Regions from separate parts of the Mus musculus genome. Here all the other regions are linked to region 3. Evidence: chromatin contacts called from public ChIA-PET, HiChIP or PLAC-seq and promoter capture Hi-C data. All regions are on one chromosome and are shown on one strand. The core of a region is the stretch at or near the end of the contact, and the rest is flanking DNA. Distances in the headings are between cores, read along the strand shown.

The links. Promoter capture Hi-C pulls out the DNA fragments that hold promoters and counts their contacts. ChIA-PET counts read pairs in DNA pulled down with a chosen protein or histone mark. HiChIP or PLAC-seq counts read pairs in DNA pulled down with a chosen protein or histone mark.
Region 1: a contact with region 3 is called in a promoter capture Hi-C map of erythroid cells, with 10 times the contacts expected there. The contact joins the promoter of Hyal3 here to the promoter of Gpx1 in region 3. A contact is called at or near these places in 2 of 39 promoter capture datasets (erythroid cells and liver), 3 of 115 datasets of contacts at active chromatin or transcription factors (cardiomyocytes, memory CD8 T cells and pancreatic cancer cells) and 2 of 9 other capture datasets (adipose tissue and liver).
Region 2: a contact with region 3 is called in an RNA polymerase II ChIA-PET map of memory CD8 T cells, with 5 read pairs. The contact joins the promoter of Slc26a6 here to the promoter of Gpx1 in region 3. A contact is called at or near these places in 2 of 115 datasets of contacts at active chromatin or transcription factors (embryonic forebrain and memory CD8 T cells).
Region 4: a contact with region 3 is called in an H3K27ac HiChIP or PLAC-seq map of microglia, with 5 times the contacts expected there. The contact joins the enhancer-like site here to the promoter of Gpx1 in region 3. A contact is called at or near these places in 9 of 39 promoter capture datasets (the C10 cell line, fetal liver, hematopoietic stem and progenitor cells and 5 more), 1 of 115 datasets of contacts at active chromatin or transcription factors (microglia) and 1 of 9 other capture datasets (adipose tissue).

The regions. Positions count from the first base shown.
Region 1 is chr9:107,579,562-107,582,957 of GRCm38.p6, reverse strand. Hyal3 (hyaluronoglucosaminidase 3) reads right to left here and starts at 1,662. Exons shown (of 4, transcript NM_178020.3): 1 at 1,622-1,662. Hyal1 (hyaluronoglucosaminidase 1) reads right to left here. Exons shown (of 4, transcript NM_008317.6): 4 at 2,007-3,396. It overlaps Naa80 (N(alpha)-acetyltransferase 80, NatH catalytic subunit), which reads right to left and starts at 2,289. Exons shown (of 2, transcript NM_019750.4): 1 at 2,023-2,289; 2 at 1-141. The coding sequence starts at 50.
Region 2 is chr9:108,852,599-108,855,595 of GRCm38.p6, reverse strand. Slc26a6 (solute carrier family 26, member 6) reads right to left here and starts at 1,553. Exons shown (of 20, transcript NM_134420.4): 1 at 762-1,553. Celsr3 (cadherin, EGF LAG seven-pass G-type receptor 3) reads right to left here. Exons shown (of 36, transcript NM_001359572.1): 36 at 2,627-2,997.
Region 3 is chr9:108,337,174-108,340,589 of GRCm38.p6, reverse strand. Gpx1 (glutathione peroxidase 1) reads right to left here and starts at 1,510. Exons shown (of 2, transcript NM_008160.6): 1 at 1,032-1,510; 2 at 248-813. The coding sequence starts at 1,277. The coding sequence ends at 454. It overlaps Rhoa (ras homolog family member A), which reads right to left. Exons shown (of 6, transcript NM_016802.5): 6 at 2,647-3,416.
Region 4 is chr9:107,746,090-107,749,466 of GRCm38.p6, reverse strand. It overlaps Rbm5 (RNA binding motif protein 5), which reads left to right. Exons shown (of 25, transcript NM_148930.3): 18 at 3,287-3,377. Among named protein-coding and RNA genes, the nearest start is that of Gm34605, 18 kb to the right of the region's middle. Within about 2 kb of position 1,971, at least 21 of the 459 cell types and tissues checked have an H3K27ac peak or open chromatin away from gene starts, as enhancers often do. A contact at or near this core is called in microglia and neutrophils, where this site is marked.

The DNA.
Region 1 (3,396 bases), core at 413-2,912, 760 kb after region 3:
GCAGGATCTAGAGTCAGCTTTGCTGGGCTGGTACTCAGGATCAGCTCCATCCGGTGCACGGGGTCTAAGGTAGGGGTCAGCTTGACTGGGCCAGGGCTCAGAGTCAGCTCCGGCCTACAGGTGGAATCCAGGCTCAGCTAGCTGTGTCAGGCAAGAAGCCAAGGTCACTTTCTGTTAGGTTTCAGATGGCTTAATGCCTGGCTGGAGGGTAAGGCCACAGTCTCCAGGAAGTGGCATCTCCTTATATAAGGGATTACCTCCTGGGTATAACAGCCATGCGAGGCTGTGTCAGGAAGATACAGTTGGGGCAGGGAAGGACTGATGAGAGGAGGGGGAGGGGTGTGCATCCTGGGATTGGGGGATGGTATGCTTCACCTTGTCCCACATGCACTTGAAAGCACCTGCAGTCTAGAGGAGACCCATCCCAACCCCTGTGAGGAGAACTCATGGAGACTAGCTGAGTGTCCTGACCCAACACTGGAGGGAAGCTGGCAGTACTAAGAAATGCTGAAGGCTGGGCTCTGGCTACAAATCTCCTATCATTTGTCACACCTCACTATGTCAGGCTTGCCACCCTAGCCCACTTGCTCACCATTTTTTGTTTTGCTTGGGTTCCCTCTCCCCGTCCCCCCCACTTCTCCAGGGTATGTATAGCCTGTGTTTGCCTCAAAATAGTGACTTAAGTGCCTCAGCCTCCTAGTAGCCCATGACTGTAGCTTGCTGGCCTTGGCAGACAGTGCAAACCAGCCATCATACTTTTAGCTTGCCCCCACCTGAGTTTTTCAGAAGACCTCTCCCAGGAGTCACCCCCACCTCCCACACCCCTCCTCCCCCTATACAGACAGGTCAGCTCTCCTCCAACCCTGAGCTTTTTCAGTTATCTGAGCCACAAAAGTGGCTCCTGGGACACTCACACCCACCCCAAACAGGCTCAACCCCCCCAACCCCTTACTGCTTTCCCTCCTCGGGACACGGAACCTGTGGCCCTCCGTTCCAATCCGTCCAATTCAGGACACTTTGGCCTTGGGTCCTTCTGTCCCTACACATGGGGCTCTGATGGTACTGCCGTGGAGCTTGGCCCATTACATAGAATGTGGCTTTTGCAAGTCTGCTTGCCTCTGGTCTGAGTTTCATAGTCACCCTGATAAGGACCATGGCTTCCTTCCTAAATCTACAGGTGTCCAACGGCCACTACTTTGGGGACCTGGGCCTCCCTGCTGAAACTCCACTGCACTGTTTTTTTTTTTTTTTTTTTTTTGGTTTTTTTGTTTGTTTGTTTTTTTGAGACAGGGTTTCTATGTGTAACTGACCTGGCTGACCTGGAACTCACTTGTAGGCAACAAAGATCTGCCTGTCTTTGCCTCTAGTGCTGGGATGAAAGGTGTAGACCATAATGCTCCAGCTAGAAACTCCATTGTTTACCTGCCTTATTCTAGGATCTGCTGGCAGGAGGGTCTATGTTGGGGGATTTCTTGCAGTGGATGGACAGTGGGTCCCACTCCTTTACTCATTTACTGTAGGACGGGCCTCCTGACTCCCTTTCCCAAATTTCCCTGAGCCTGAGGACAGCCCTCTCCCCCCTTCCCCCCAAATCTCAAACACCAGGCTTTAAGCCTCTTACCTGGCTCAGGTGGCTCCGCAGACACAGTACTCCCTCCCCAGCTCCCACACCTTCTAAGTAAGGCCAGGAAGGAGGAACCTTAGGGTCCGCCCCTAGCTCAGAGCGCCAGGGTTCCCCCCCCAGACAGGTTTAACCCCTTCATTGCGGACCCCACCACTGTAAGTGGAGCGAAGCTTCGGGTCTTCAGGGAGAGTCTGCACTTACCCCTTGTGGGCCATGGGCCATGGATCTTTTGGGAGTGGGGGTTTTGAAAGCTCGATTATGGTGGGTGTGGCTTAACAAGCACTAAGCTCTAAGGGAAAGGGAAACACTGGGAAGACTTGAGCGACACTGTAACTTTGGGGACCACAGGCGCAGGGTGGATAAACGGGCAGCATGTGAGAAGTGAGGGTGATACTGACATGTTAAAGCCGAATTCCGGGATGATCCACGTCCTGCCTGCGCTCGGTCGGGTAACTCGCTGTCTCTGGCTCCAACTCCTCGGTCTGCCTACGCTGGTCCCAGCAGTACGGAGGACTCACTGCAGTCTTCGCAGGAGACAGAGCACCTCCTCCTAAGTTCTCAGTGCCCGCCCGGAACGTCCCTACCTAGACACCCCGCCCCTGGTTCTGAGCGTCACAACAGAACTCCTGTAGGCCCATTCTGTCCCTGGCTTCTTCCCTTCCGGTGGTGACTGGCAACTAGGCCCGTAGTTTCCTTTCGTTGGCTCCGCCTCCTCTTGGCTCTAGCCGGCTTCTAGCAGCTTGCCTGTGTTCAGCTCCGCCTGCCCCTCTCCTAGCTCCAGGCTCAAAGAAATGAGAGTTTCACTTTGTTTCCGCTCTTGTAGGGTCTCCAGTCCTCGTGGGTTGGTGGAAATGGCCTGATCAGGTGGAACTTCCTCCTGATCATGGAAAGCAGTCGTCTTCAGACAACACAATTGGATGAAAGTATAGAGCCTTTCCAGTGCCTTCTGGGTTCTGAGACCTGCCTATTTTAGGAGCTAATTAAACAGCTAAGTAATATAAGACAGCTTTGTTTGCCGGGTTGAGTGATGCTAGTACTCTGAGCAGATTCAGGGATCCTATAGAGTGATGCTTGTGTTTCCCCAGCCCTCTGAGGGTACCATCAGCATGCAGTAGGTGTGCAAGGTTCTATCTTTGGAGCTAGATAGCCTAGATTTCAAAATGCATCTCTCCTGGTTGGTTGGTTGTTTTGTTTTGTTTTTTGTTTGTTTGGTTTTTTTTGTTTGTTTTTTTTGTTTTTGAGACAGGGTTTCTCTGTGTAGCCCTGGCTGTCCTGGAACTCACTCTGTAGACGAGGCTGGCCTCAAACTCAGAAATTGGCCTGCCTCTGCCTCCCAAGTGCTGGGATTAAAGGCATGCGCCAACAGTGTCTCTCTGTGTAGTCCTGGCTGTCCTGGAGCTCAATATGTAGACCAGGCTGGCCTTGCCTCCCAAGTACTGGGATCTAAGGTGTGCATCATCCATGCCTGGCCTTGCTTGTCTCTTCTTGCTGGGCAACCCTCAGTGGCTGGGTAGCTTGTGTGAGGTAAGTGAATGAAAAAGGCTCAGCTTCCCTGCATGTCCATTGCAAAGACTGAATGAGTTAGCCCACTTCTAGTGCTTGCTTATTAGCATAGGGCTTGGCACAGAGCTGACATATGGCAAATGCCAGCTTTTGTGTCTGCTGACTCATAGATTCTGGAGGAACTGCCTGTGATCCTGCTGACAATTAGGTCCTTCTAGGCTCAGAATGGATAGTGCCTGTCCTAAACTCTGATTCACTATGTGACTATT
Region 2 (2,997 bases), core at 304-2,803, 510 kb before region 3:
GGCCAAAGTCTCTCCGGAAGGGAGAGATGGATGAGCATGCCCACACATCCAGCTCAGGTGTGGCTGCCCAGCCCCGAGTACCACTTCAAGTCCAAGTCCAGGTCTGGGTCCAGGTCCAAACTGACTGCGCTTCCTAGCCCCTACCTCTCAGGCCCTTGGCTTCCTTCCCTGAATCAATTCCTGTCCAGTCCCCTTTCCAGCTTTTCCACCAGGAGCCCAACCTTGTTGGCTGAGAGCGAGTTGACAGATAAGAACTAGCAAACCAGAGGTCTGTAAGCAATACTGCCCTCCAGTTTCAGGACAGGGTCCAGCAAGACTCCAGGGTCGAAGCTCTCACCTCCAGGGAGTTTTGACAGGCTCCCACTCGAAGTAGAGAGACTTCACCTGGGAACAGGAGCTTTTGGAAGCCAATCCAACCTGGAGGGAACTCTGCCCTGAAAGCTTTCACCAGCCAGGCAAGTTCTGACCGGGGGTGTGGGAATCTCTCATCGGGAGGCACTTCTCTGGAGAGGCACTTCTCTCGGAAGTGGGAGACTTTACCAGAGAATAGGATCTGAGGGGGTCTCTCAGAAGAAACTCTGATCTGGGGGGGGGGTGCCTCCATATGGAATGCAGCTCTCTATAAATATATTTCAGGGGAAACAAATTTGGAGTGGGCAGGGGGGAGGGGCTAGCCTGTGGGAAAGATATCACCTGTGAGTTCTGATCTAGGAGAGGCTATAACCAGGGGAGAGAATCCCACCAGAGGGGTAGGAACTCACCTGGGAAGACTCTCTAACCTGGGTATCCAATGGAGGAGGGAGCAGTGCAGACGCAAGGAAGATCTTCAGAGATTCTCTGCACCGCGGGCTCCAGGAGATCTCAGCGGCCCCTCTCCCCTCCTTCAAGATCTCTCAAGTCTTCTTAAAGGGCTCCCTCCCCTTACCAGGCGGCACGCGCCTTGGAGGGCGGAGCCTTGATGCTTGGCACCTCCCTTTGGGAGGGCACAAGGGCCGGCAGCGACAAATGTGAACAGTACCCTGCCGACTCAGGCCGCGGCTGGTCCACCGCCTGGCTAGAGCCTGTCTTGCAGCGGTTTCTCTCCCAGTCCCAACGCGCCCAGCTGGCACACCTCCCGTGCCAGGACTCCTCGGTAAGCAGCAACTTCCCTGCAGCGCCCTTATTAGCACTCCAGGGACGTTCAGTACAACCCTCAAGAGCTGGGGTCGCGCCAGAGCCCGCCCCCATCCCTCGCTGTTGATGGATAACCTCCTTCGGAAAATCGGCAAGGCGGTAAACTAAGGCTCCGCAGACGGGAAATGCCTGTCGGGGACTTGGAGGTTCCCTTCCTGAATTGACCCAGGCCGGGAGTCACAGAACTACTAGCGCTTCGCGGGCACGCGGAATTTGGGCAGCGCCCTGCAACTCACCGGACCCATCGGGAAGTCCCATGGCCCTCAGAGGGTAACTCGTGTACCGCTTTTCAAACAGCTCCCCCAGGAGGCCACTACCGGCTAGAAGGTGGCGCCAGGCCCAGAACTTGGCCGGCCGCAAGCTCCACCGCTAGGATGTGCAAGATCAGACCAATCAGAATTCTGGGGGTGGAATCCAAGTCATACTCTCTGGGCGGGGCGAGCCCGGAGAATAAAATTTTAACCCTTTCCTTCCCGTCGGCCTAGCTTCTGTCCCTGCCTGCGATTCTTGTTAACCTGCTGGGAGCTGGAGCATTCTGCTGAGACTGGAGGACTGGAACGAAGGCCCAGCGCTACGCTTGGCCAATGTTATGCCTCTGTGCCCTTAAGTGGCTGGACCTAATTGTATGCTTTGTAGAAGGTCCCCACTTTATGCAGAGGAGACATTCTTGACCGATCTGGATGCCTAGGTGTGCAACCAGGGGCCCCAGCCTCAACTGTGGGAGATCTAGGCCTGTAGGGTCTCTCAGGGACCACCAAGCTGTGAGTATCACCCTCAGATTTTTCCTTCTGAGACCTGGCACAGTGGTCCTCAAGACCAGCCCCACCCCACCTCCATTTCTTTTTTTCCAGACAAGTTTTCTCTGTTTAGCCTTGGCTGTCCTGGAACTCTCTGTAGACCAGACTTGTCTACAGAGATCCACCTGCCTCTGCCTAGTGAGTGCTGGGATTAAAGAAGAGATCAAAGGTATTTGTCACCATGGGTGGCTTCTTAAGCCCCCCCCCCCCCTTTCACTTTCACACCTGGCTGCCTAGACTGGAAATGGAGCACTCAGGATCCTTTCCAGGTCTGGAAGCTCTGGCCTGATCCAAGTGAGAAAAGACCAGTAAGGGCCAGAGTGTGGGTGGGTAAGCAGGAACTGAAGTGGGAACGCCTAGGTTTGGGGTGACTAATGGGCAGGGCCACAAATGTCAGCCTCTGGATATTAAGGAAACCCTCATATGACTGCCTAGACCAGGAAAGTGGCTTCTCTTGGCGCAGCTCCTGCGCTCCAACTTCAGGCTCCAGTCACAAGGTGAGAGGCCATATTTCAGAAAGAAATGGGAACCTGGTCCAAATCTCCCATGAAATGGGCTAAAAATAACTGGCTATTTTGGAGGGAGGAGAGCTCAGAGTCCTACAAAGGTCATCCTGGGTGAGTATTCTCAACAGCTGAGACAGAAAGAGGAACAAGTGTTTTCTATAGAAGTTTATTCCCAAAACAGAGCGCGGCTTCACGGAACAATTTACACAGACAGGAAAGAGGGCCACTGTTGGAAGGGGACCCCAGAGACGGGCATCTACAGAACCTAGGACATAGCAAGGACACTCTCCCAACCGACAGGCCTCTCAGCCCTTCAAGGGCAGGGGTCAGTCTGGGTAAAGAGAGCTGGGGACCTGGCTGGTGGGATTTGGCACAGGCAGTGAAGTGGGATTTTTTTGAATCTCAGAAACTGCCTCCCAAGAGTAAACACAGGGTAGGGGTGGGTGGCGGCTGCACAGAACCCCGGTCCTGAGCCACTTTCGGGGCAAGCTGTTAGAAGACTCAGCTGACCTTTGACCTGG
Region 3 (3,416 bases), core at 261-2,760:
AGTTCACGTTTGGGGTTAGGGTGGCCTTAACCGTTAGGCAGTCTGCCCTTGTCTACTGGCTTCCTCCTTCTGGAGTATGGCCTCTGCTGTAACGGCGACTCAAGACTGACCTTAACCATGTCCTGGGACAGGGAGAAAGAAAAGCATAAGGGGCGGGGAAAGGGACGTTTAGGCTCTGGGATTGAGTTCCTTATCCCTGACTATGAGGCTATCCAAAAGGTGACAATGACACAGGACACACAAACAATTCTGATATTCAGCACTTTATTCTTAGTAGTGAAACCACCTTTCATTAGGTGGAAAGGCATCGGGAATGGATGGGACCAGCGCCCATCTGAGGGGATTTTCCTGGAAATCAGGTGTTTCTCCGTGCAAATTTAGAGGAAACACCATCATGGAAGAACCGCCCCCCAGAGTGCAGCCAGTAATCACCAAGCCAATGCCAGGGCCGCCTTAGGAGTTGCCAGACTGCTGGGACAGCAGGGTTTCTATGTCAGGTTCGATGTCGATGGTACGAAAGCGGCGGCTGTACCTGCGCACGGGAACACCGTCGGGGCCCACCAGGAACTTCTCAAAGTTCCAGGCAATGTCGTTGCGGCACACCGGAGACCAAATGATGTACTTGGGGTCGGTCATGAGCGCAGTGGGGTCGTCACTGGGTGTTGGCAAGGCATTCCGCAGGAAGGTAAAGAGCGGGTGAGCCTTCTCACCATTCACTTCGCACTTCTCAAACAATGTAAAATTGGGCTCGAACCCGCCACCAGGTCGGACGTACTTGAGGGAATTCAGAATCTCTTCATTCTTGCCATTCTCCTAGGGAAGACAAAGGCATTTATTTATGTGCTAGGATTTCGGAAAGAATGTGCTTTTTAACTGCAAAACAGAGGTTTCCCGATGAGTCACCAGGAAGTTGCCCTCCTTGTATAACCGAGGATAGGCCTGCATTCCAGCTGTAGTACCAGAGGAGAAAGTAAGCGGTGTCCCGCCCGTGGGAGCCTAGAGCCCAAGGCCACCCATCTCGCCCCATATACCTGGTGTCCGAACTGATTGCACGGGAAACCGAGCACCACCAGTCCACGAGGTCCCAGACGCTTCTGCAGATCGTTCATCTCGGTGTAGTCCCGGATCGTGGTGCCTCAGAGAGACGCGACATTCTCAATGAGCAGCACCTTGCCCCGCAGGGAGCCCAGGCTCACAGGCTCCCCGCCCGTCAGCGGGCGCGCGGAGAAGGCATACACGGTGGACTGTGCCGCCGCGGAGAGCCGAGCAGCACACATACTGGAGATGTTGGGACTCAAACGTGGAATCCGTACTAGCGCTCACAGGGCCCTGCACCTCCTTTTAACTGGATGGTGCTGAGATCACGTGGCATCGCTTTCTTTCCGGCTGGCAGCCAGCTCTAAGTCTCAGGGTCCCGCCTTATCCGGCCTCTACCCTCCCCCCATCGAGGAACAGGGAAGAGGGTGCGGCCGGGCTAAAGCGCCTGGAGGTGCCTAGGGCGGGTCTGGTCTAGCTCCTGTAGCACTAGTCTGGAAGGAAGCTGCTTGCTTAGGCGGGGATCTTCCAGCTCTGTCTTACTCAACCGTTTCTTAATTAGTCTAGAGTCCCGCCTAGGAAGATGGCCTCTGGCAATAACAACGGCTAAAGCAGCTCACGCACAGCTCCCTTATATTGTGTAACTTTACCCACACGTTTCTAGTCATAAGGTTATAGGGTTTTAAAAACATAAGTTTAATTACACTTATTGTTTAATTAAATCGAAGGAGCATGCATGTTGAGGTCAGAGTTGGTTCTCTCCTTCCACTCGGTGATAATTTGGGAATTGAACTCAAGAGGAGCTGCGTCGCATCAGGTGGCCAGTGTTTTGTTTCTGAGACAAGGTCTCTACAGAGCCCTGGCTCGCCTGGAACTCCAAGTGCATGTTTTCGTTTTGTTTTGTCTTGGGGGGTGTCTCCATCTCATCAGTGTTTCTGTATGCAGTCTTGGCTGTACTAAGGCTTGTTCAGTAGCCCAGGCAGGCCTAGAACTCAAGAGATTTACCTGTCTCTTTGCTTTCATCCCGAGTGCTGGTACTAAAGGCTTGTACCACCCATGCCTGACTTTTTTTTAGTAGCACTAACAGCGCTATCAAAGGCAATTTCTTTTGGTTGTTTTTGTAAGGGTGGACAGCAGTGCAGGACTCCCTGCTCCAGACTCTAACCTAGCTCCTCTCAGAACACGTGCTTCTAGTGGTCCTAGATTCCTGCCCCCAGTGCAGTTTGGTCTTAGTCCAGAAAACCCAGCCCCTCATGTCCCCTCTATGACATTCCACTCCACTTTTTTTTTTTTTTTTTTTTTTTGTCTTTTTTAGACAGGGTTTCTCTGTATATCCCTGGCTGTCCTGGAACTCACATTGTAGACCAGGCTGGCCTCGAACTCAGAAATCCACCTGCCTCTGCCTCCCGAGTGCTGGGATGAAAGGCCTGCGCCACCACACCCGGCTTCCACTCCACTTTTTAGATTTGAACGTGTCACAGGGAAACCACTTCCATGTTCTTGGGAGGAGACAAAAGGTTAGTCTAGAAGAGGGAGGGAGTAGGAGGAGCTGGTGCCATTCAAGAAGCCTCTCCAGGGGAGTCTTTCCGGCGAAAGCAACACACAAGAGAATACAGGAAATTTAGAAAACTGCCTTTATTCTATTAGTTGGAAAAATTAACTGGTACAGAAAAATGTTTAGTCAGCTGGAGAGAAGAGACCCCCCCACCCCCACCCACTGCCACCCATAAGAACTGGTGGCTCCTCTGGGAGGCAACTTGGATACAGTGTGGAGAAAGGAGCACTGTGACTTAGAGCCAGACCCTGCAGTCCAGGTGAGAAAGGCTATGCCACCTCCAAAGTATAACTGCCTCAGGCGGGAAACCAAATTCCTACTTAGTCCAGTCTGGAAAGGGGTACTAGAATGATATATAGGGCTGAATAAGGGATATGGCCATATTTTATCAGAGAAAGTGACAAAATGGGAATTTTAAAAATGAATTCTTCCATCTGACTTTATTTCCAAATACACTTTCTTAAAAAAAAAAAAAAAAAAGAAAAAAAGAAAGAAAGAAAGAAAAAGAAAAGAAGCAATACACTTTCTGTGGGAATGACAAATATCAGTATTAGGAAATCCAATTATACAAAAAATACTACATCTAGTCTGGGGTAGATATATTTATTTTTTGGTAACATACATTAAGTGGCACTAATTACACAGTAACTATAAGGTAACTAACATGAGACCACAGAACTGTAACTCTGCAACAGCTGCGTGGACTTGGGCCTTTCTGGCTGAGCAAGATTTCAAAAAACTGAATACCCACCCCAGAGCTCTGGCAATGGAGTCTGTTAACAAGGAAAGCTCTGAAGTAGTGACTCACCAGAGTTCTTGCAGTTGA
Region 4 (3,377 bases), core at 722-3,221, 590 kb after region 3:
ACCAAGGCGGCAAAAGAAAGCCAGCTTCCCCATACATGCCCCATTCACACACCACACATACACATTGCACACAGTACTGGTAAAATGTTCTGAGGTGAGCTAGGGCATGGGCTGAGCATTACACGCTACCTTTGCACAAACCTACTCAAATCCCAGCGCCAACATGGCAGCTCACACTGCCCATTCTTCCAGTTCTAGGGTATTTGATGGCCTCTTGTGGCCTCCATGGGCACCACGCACAAACATGGAGGAGCAGCATGTGTATGCATTCAGGAGGCAAAACACTCTTACACATATAATAGGTTTTATTGTGGGTTTTTTTTCCCCCATTGTTTTGAGGTACATTGTATATACATAAAAGTGTATATGAGTTGTGTATGTGTTTGAGTTCTTGTAAATTTTTTTTAGGTTTATTTTGTGTGTGTTTTGTCTATGTTTATATCTGTTCACTCTGTGTGTACAGTGTCCATTGAGGCTACAATAGGGCAGTGGATCCCCTGGGACTGGAGTTAGAATAGATGGTTGTTAACCACTGTGTGGGTGCTAGGAATTGAATCTTAATGTTTACATGGATGGATGCATGCATAAGCAAACACACACACACACACCACTGATAACATTCCCAGCATATCTGCATAGTCCTCATTCCTGCTGCCAATTAGTATCCTCCCTCTTCAGCATCCAGTGTTTTGATTCTATTTTTAGAGGAAGTTTTATCAAATTAAGATGTTGTGCTAGCCAAGTGATGGTGGCACACACCCTTGATCCCAGTAGTTAGGAACAGAGGCAGGTGGTCACCGAGTTCCAGAGCAGCCTGATCTACAGGAGTGGTGATACAAACCTCTAATAACCCCAGTACTTGGTGGATAGAGAAAGGCTGTGAGTTTGACCCCAATCTACATGGCAAGTTCTAGGCAGCCAGTGAGCTACAAAGTCAGGCCCTGTCTCAAAAACAAGAAAAAAAGGAAGATGTTTGTGCCAAGGATGGTGGTACACACTTAATCCACCACTTAGGAAGCAGAAACAGGAATATCAGAAGCTGGAGGGATACATGGATATCAAAACAAAAAACGCAAAACCTAAAATTGTAGGGGGCTGGCGCTCAGCACTTGATGTTCTTCCAGAGGACCTTGATTTTGGTCTTTCTCCCCGCCACTACCCCCACCCCACACCCACACCCACACCCATGGCTGCTCATCACCATCTACAGCCTCCCATCCAGGGGACCCAGAGCCTTTATCAAACTCATACACCCAGATGCAGACACACACATCTACACACACATGACTACAATTTATAAAAATAACTTTTCCTAAAAAATTTCTTTTCAGGGGATATAATACATGAGAGAAGAATTTTATTAAAAAAAGATTTAAGAAAAAAAAATTACACAGAGAAACCCTGTCTCAAAAAAAAAAAAAAAAAGAAAAAAGAAAAAAAGAAAGAGAATTGAAAAGCCTAGCTAGAAGCTTTAAATTCTAGGTGGGGTTTTTCCCCTTAATTGAAACAAAATTTAACATTTTACTCAGAATATATAATTTGGTGGCTTTTAGTGTAGTCATTTTGTTAGCAGTTAGTACCTCTAATCTACAGAACATTTTTATCTCAAATCACTCCCCTTCCTTTACCCCTGCCTTCCACCAACCCCCCCCCCAAAAAAAAATAAAAAAACTAATAGACATTTTTGTCTCTGAATTTCCCTGTTTTTTGGACTCAGACACTGGTCTAGCTTCTTTACTTAGCATGTCTGTGTATTCTTGAGGATGGGGTTTAGCACGTCTAGGAAGTATTTTATTTTTGTTAGTGTCTATAACTTAAGGAGGGAAATAACTTTAACACTCCATAAATAGTATCTATTTATACCTAAAAACTGTGTATATAACATAGCAAAACAAGAACATTCAGCAGGAAGTTGGCACTGAGTGCCTGTGGTTTCTGAGAGGGAAGTGTGAACAAACAATATGCTGCCTGCCTGTGTGCCTTGCTTCTTCCTTGGTCATTCACTTCCATCATTTGTTCAGTCTGACATCTCCATGGCAGTTCTATCTCAGTCAGCCATAGATGTGACAATCCCACAGTTCCTTTCTCTGTAAGAGACAATGCAGAGGACCCAGCTAGTAGAATAGGAGGTAAAGGCCCTTGCTATCAAACCTGATGACACAGAACCCAGATCATAGAAGAAAACTAGCTCCTACAAGTTGTCTGTGATCTCTGAGCTCAGTATGAGCAACCAAACAGACACATGCATACTAAACAGGATTTTAAGGAAGAGAAGGAGGGCAAGGTGTGGTAGCAACACATACCCTAAACAGAAGCTGGTGGGTCTCTGAGCTCAGAAGACCTAGTCTACATAGTGAGATCTGGGACAGCCAGGCCCTGTCTCAGAAACGAGTACATAAGCCAGGTGTGCACATGTTTTTCTTCCCATGTTTCTGAGGTCAAAGCAGGAGGATGAGGAAGTTCAGGGTAGCCTCTTCTACACATTAAGTATAAGCATAGCTACATGAGATCCTGTTTTAATTTTTAAATTTATATTTATTATATGTGTATGATTTCTGTGCTGCATGTACACCCGCATGCCAGAAGAGGGCACCAGATCCCTTTATAGTTGGTTGTGAGCCACCATGTGGTTGCTGGGAATTGAACCAAGGACTTCTGGAAGAGCAGTCAGTATTTTGCTTCCATGTATACCACTGGAGTACCGAGTAGTCAGTGCTTGAAGGAGCTAGGAAAGGGGGAGTCCCCTGCAACTGGAGAAGAAATCATATTCTACTTTTTCTAGAAGTTTCTGACTTTACTAGCTGGTTCATCCTCATGCATACAGAGGTGTTGTATGAGTTACTTCTGAGCAGGAAATAGGGAACACTAGTCCTAGGTATGTTTTGTTTTGTTTTTGCCTGCTGTGTTGAAAGGTATCTGTCTGGCTTAAGATTCCCTTTGTAGCTGAGAATGAAATCCTGATCCTCTCTGCTGCTCCTCCCACCTTCCAAATGCTCGGTTTACAGACAGGGGTCCAGACCAGACTATTGAGGGTTTTGTTTTGTTTTTAAGATAAGTTCTCAACTATATAGTCTAAACTGAATTTACATTTGCAGTCCTCCTACCTAAGGCACCTGAGTGCTGGGATTACAGACATGCATTACTATTGACATAATAATATTTAAAATAACAGGACTTAAGGTATAGCAGTGGTAGAACAATTGCTTATATAGCATATATATAATCCAATCCCCACTACCACAAAATCTTTATCAGCAATCACTGCATATTTTTTTCTTTTTTGTAGTACTACTATAACTCCTTAACACAGCAGTACTTGTACTGGGATGGCGAGAAGGAGACCTACGTGCCAGCTGCAGAGGCTAGCTCGAACCAGC